2 separate regions of the Sus scrofa genome follow, and region 2 is linked to region 1. A link is a contact called in public Hi-C data. All regions are on one chromosome and are shown on one strand. The core of a region is the stretch at or near the end of the contact, and the rest is flanking DNA. Distances in the headings are between cores, read along the strand shown.

Region 1 (2,631 bases), core at 72-2,571:
TATTCTGCGTTTATGCATGTATTTTGGGATAAAGCACATGAGTAATTTATAGGATATTCTAATTCTATGCCTCCTGTATCCTTGAGAGCCCTGATCCTGATTCTGATTCTGAGCGAAAATGATTAGGACACAATATAGGAAATCTTAAGAAAAAAACCCCACAGTCCTGAATTCAGGTTATTTTCTCTTAGCTTAATCCACCGATAAACCCAGGAAACAAGGACAAACTAGTAGCAACAGGCTTTGCTAGCACACAAATTATAGTTGTGAAATAATATTTTCCATGCAAAGAAACCAGGGATTCTTAGAGAAATCTCTGATTGCAGGTCTGCAAGAAATGTCCTGGATGAGCCTGGGACACTGTCATGCCAGATGAGGAAGGTGTCAAAGATTTCTAGGTTGTATTAAAAGGCCTCAGAAGCCAGTTTGAAGGGTCTTCCACCAGCCAAAGATGAGACATTTTAAGGTTTCAAAAAGGGTAATTTATTGAGGGTTGGTGTTGAAAAATGGAAAGTGAAAATTTCACCATGACTTTCAATGGTGAGAAAAGTCTTGAGATTTGGTGGACAGGAGTTTTACTTTTTTTCTTTGATGGCTTTCTGGGTTATGGATCATGGTTAGAAAGGCCAGCTCAAATCATGGTAGAGACTCAAGTATTTATCCTAGTTCTCCTACACGAATCCTACCACTAGATGAAATATTTAAGTATTCCAATGGATAATGAAACGAATGTAACCTGAAGCAAATATCATAGCCCCATCCTATACACAACCAACCCTAAAAGTGCCAAAAACTTGGTGAGAAGATAACACTGCTCAGTTTGGGACACCGAAGATCTGTGGCCATATGAAGCTTCATCATTCTAGGTACCTCCAAGAAAACACAACACCGAGGCTGGTGAACTGAAGATGCATTCCAACTTCAGAGGTATTCCAATGTAACAAAAGCGGCCTTTAATTAAACAAGAATGTCCACTTCCTAGTCTTAATTTACTGCTTCTCACATCTCAGAAATACCCACAAACCAGTTTTATCACCCCTCCTGTATCAAAAATTCAAGTAACATAGTGCATTATAGAAGCAAAAACATACACAATTCTTAAAATTTAAAAGTGTATGGTTTTTAAAAAGCCACTATTTAGCCTGACAAGATTGAAGATCACGATCCTACACAGCCTATAACTTCAGCCCATGGACATGACGTTGTTGGGATTTACTAATCACATCTGCCGATGTCGGCATCTGACAACCCCCAGAAGCCAGGCTTCTATGGCTGTTCCACCTCTCGCTGCCCATCGTCTTCCACTTTCTGGCCTCAGGCATCCTCCGCAGGGGCAGTGAAGGGAGCACATACCACCACACCCAGGCGGTGGGGTCTGCAAAACCTCTGGAATTATGTGCAAAATGTTCCATCCATATTTACTTTTTGTGGGATTCTGGGACTGCTGGTTGATTTCCTTTGGAGTGTAGCCTGCCTGCCATCTGCCGGGCTTTGTCAGGTAGGCTGTAATCATGGTTATTTTCCAAGATGCTTTTTCTGACTAAACATTTTGGTCTGAGGTTCACCTGTTGAGAACTGAACAACTTGATTCCAATACAGAGTAAGGCAAGGGCAAGAGCATGTCATGGTGAGATAAATGGTCTTGGGTACAGGTGAGAAGAGAGGAGGAGACGGCGAGGTCTCAATTCGCCCTGGGGAAGCAGAAGGCTCTGATGCCAGAAAGTGGCGGAGCCCAGGACTGATGTCACACGAGGCATGGCCTCTGTGGAAGAAATTACTGAAAACCTGTAACACTGGCACCCATTGCTGCTTTATGTAAGAAAACATGCAAGTGGTATAGAGTCCATAGAACCAGATAAAATAGACAAGCATAACATGGATATCTAACCCTTGACCCCTGCTGGCAGCGAAGTGACCCACAGGCCACACCTTGCCTGTCATCTGTTTTTGTATGATCTCTGTAAAATATTTTACACCTTAAATGTTTTTTATTTTTATTTATTATTTATTTTTTTTGCTTTTTAGGGCTGCACCCTCGGCCTATGTAGGTTCCCAGGCTAGGGGTCAAATAGGAGCTACAGCTGCTGGCCTGCACCACAGTCACAGCAACATGGATTCCGAGCCGTGTCTGCAACCTATACCATAGCTCATGGCCACACTGGATCCTTAACCCACCGAGCAAGACCAGGGATCAAACCCTCAACCTCATGGTTACTAGTCGGATTCATTTCTGCTGTGTCACAAAGGGACTCCTTAAATGTTTTCTTAAAAAAAAGTCAAAAAGATTCATATATATGTTATAATTTTGTTTTTTTAGGGCCACACCCGAGGCATATGGAAGTTTCCAGGCTAGGAGTCGCATTGGAGCCGCAGCCACCAGCCTGCACCAAAGCCACAGCAACATGAGATCCAAGCCACATCTGCAACCTACACCACAGCTCACAGCAACGGCAGATCCCTATTAACCCAATGAGCAAGGCCAGGGATAGAACCCACTTCCTCATGGATACTAGTCAAGTCTGTGCTGAGCCATAAAGGGAACTCCCCAAAAGAAATACCGTGGCACGTGAAAATGATAGGAAATTCAAATTTGTGACCATGCATGAAGTTTTACTGGAACACAACCATAGC
Region 2 (2,631 bases), core at 85-2,584, 650 kb after region 1:
GACATGAGCGCCACCATTAAGTCACATCTCCTTAAAGGGTCCACCAGCTTCCAATTTTATCTGTTCTAATCCATTCTCCACACAAACCCAGAGTGATTCTTCAAAAACATAAATTATATAATGCCTCTTCTATGCTTATCAATTTTCAGCTTCTTGTTGCCTTTAAGATAAAGCTCTAGGAGTTCCTGTCATGGCCTAGCAGAAACAAATCTGACTAGTACCCATGAGGACGCAGGTTCTATCCCTGGTTGGGGTCGGGGATCTGGCATTGCCGTGAGCTGTGGTGTAGGTTGCAGACTTGGCTCAGATCCTGCATTGCTGTGGCTGTAGCATAGGCTGGCAGCTGCAGCTTAGATTCCACCCCTAGCCTGGGAACTTCCATATGGCACCGCAGCTGCTCTAAATAAGACCAAAAAAATAAATAAATAAATAAAAATTTTTAAAAAAGGATAAAGCTCTAAAAACTCCCTAGCATGTCCTTCTCAGTCTCAGTAATTTACTCCCCTCTCTACTAACCGCCTGCAGTCATTCTGAACTTTGAATTCCTGGAATGCAGGCTTGCAGCCTATGCTGCTCCCTCAGCTGAAATATATGTATGTTCCTCTCTCTTCTTTTTCTAATCGGTTCGGCACTTAACCCTTAAGCTCAACGCTACATGTAATTTCTAGGAAACCATCTTAAGTTTCCCAGAAATACAGTGTGAAGTCATCTTTAGGTGTTCCCAAGACATTCTGTACTTATCTAGCAGTATTGTCTTGTAATTGCATATTCTCTAATCAAGAGATCCACGCGATGTAAAGCCCCTGGAGCGCAGAAACCAGGTGCTCTAAAACTTTCCAACTCTAGGGCCTAAAATAAGTGTCTGACACACAGTAGTAGTTCAATTAATATTTGCTGAATGTTGAACTCTTTTCTTTGGAATGAGGGCGGCCAAAAGAATGCCAGAAAGACAAGGGCTTAAAGGGGTCACTAAAAAATCGATAAGCAGCAAGTGGGACGGATAGAGTACCTAGGTTTTTCCATAAACTCGGCATGGGGCACTACGTCGACTGTCTCATCGGAGGCCACGGCGACTAGCGGTTCCTGAGGGCAGCCGCAAGCAGTGCGAGACCCTAGGCGAGGAAGGACAATAACTTGGAATTCGGACTCGATTTCCGGCGGGACAGCCTCGCGCTGGGCCGCTGAGGCCCAGGGGTGGGGGCTCGGAGCCCGGCCCACAGGGAGGAAGGCGCTGCCCGCTGGGCTGCCTCTGCGGCCGCCTCCTCCTCCGACGCCGTCGCCCCTCCCCACCCCGCCCCGCCCCGGAAGTGACTTGAGGCCGGTCCGGAACCTCCGGGCCCGGCGGCTGCAGCGTCACCAGCCGAGCCGGTGCGGAGCGGGCTGAGCGGCCGCTGCCGCCGCCAACGAACCGGGCACCGCGCGGGGGTCAGCAGCGCGCCGGCCAGGGGAGGGGGCCCAGCAATAGGGCAGAGGGTTACGGGCCGCCGGCGGCCGCAGGGCGACGACGACGCGGAGGAGGCGGAGCCCGGAGAGGGGTGGGGGCCGGGGAGGGTTAGGGTGGGAGGGGGTTGGGGGGTTGTCCCTGGGCTCATGGAGCCGGCCGAACGGGCAGGCGGCGGGGATCCCTCGGAACCGGGCGGGCGTCCAAGTCCGAACCCGCGGGGCTTCGTCCCGCAAAAGGAGATCGTCTACAACAAGCTGCTGCCCTACGCCGAGCAGCTGGACGCCGAATCCGACTTGCAGCTGGCCCAGATCAAAAGCAACCTGGGCCGGGCGGTGCAGCTCCAAGAGCTGTGGCCCGGGGGCCTCTTCTGGACTAGGAAACTCTCCACGTAAGTGTTCCAGGGCCTGCGGAACGGACTAGAGGCGAAGGCTTGGTTTGAGGGCGTCCGCGGGAGGCGGGGGGACGGCTCTTTGTGGGCACCGGACCCCTGCACTCTCATCTCTGTCCGGTTAGGGCGGATCGTCTCTGTGCTGTAGTCCCAGGGCCGCGACCGAAGCCTGGGTAGCACTCAAGGTTCCCTAACACTTTCCTGTGGGATCTCCCTGGTCCTCACCAGCCCATTACGTCCTCCGCAGCTGCTTTTCCCCAAGATTTCGTGTTGTTGTCTTCCAACATTCGGGGCCTCAGGGAGCGAGAGGGCTTTGGGCTCCCAGGGGAAAGAGGTGAGCGGTCCCCCAAGGGTCCTTCTTGGACCTTTGCCCACTTCGGGGCGAGTGGAGAAGATTGGTCTTTGGGTGAGCAATTCGACTTTTTCTGGTGTTGCCTTCGATTCTTTCTTCCCCCATGGTCCCTGCCTCTTCCTGTCCTTTATTTCGTGTCTACTAACTTTCTGAATGAGAAAAAGGCCGTAGGGAACTTACGGTTCTGCTTTATTGGGCCTTCTCAGCCTTCGTGGATTTCATTGAAAGGATTGGTTTAAATCAGCCGTCAGCGCATTCTTGAGCTGTGTACTATACGTTAATGTTGAGAATGTTGAGTCTTAGAACCTCGGGAAAGAGTATGTTGCTCCTGTTGTGACATTTCCTTTGGAAATGAGCGGTACTAAGGAAAATAGAGAAGAGAGCTGTCAGGCTGTCCCGGGCGTTATTGGTATCGGGCTTATGTTAATTTTTGAGTTGCTTATAGAT

The links. Hi-C and Micro-C count contacts between places; a contact is called where the count stands out from the background.
Region 2: a contact with region 1 is called in a Hi-C map of liver, with 3 times the contacts expected there. The contact joins the promoter of PSME4 here to the promoter of LOC110260125 in region 1. A contact is called at or near these places in 1 of 5 promoter capture datasets (fetal skeletal muscle) and 2 of 47 Hi-C or Micro-C datasets (embryonic fibroblasts and liver).

The regions. Positions count from the first base shown.
Region 1 is chr3:86,582,211-86,584,841 of Sscrofa11.1, forward strand. It overlaps LOC110260125, which reads right to left and starts at 1,322. Exons shown (of 5, transcript XM_021088405.1): 1 at 1,224-1,322. The coding sequence starts at 1,322.
Region 2 is chr3:87,230,176-87,232,806 of Sscrofa11.1, forward strand. PSME4 (proteasome activator complex subunit 4) reads left to right here and starts at 1,335. Exons shown (of 47, transcript XM_003125150.6): 1 at 1,335-1,832. The coding sequence starts at 1,591. ACYP2 (acylphosphatase-2) reads right to left here and starts at 1,201. Exons shown (of 5, transcript XM_021088229.1): 1 at 1,010-1,201.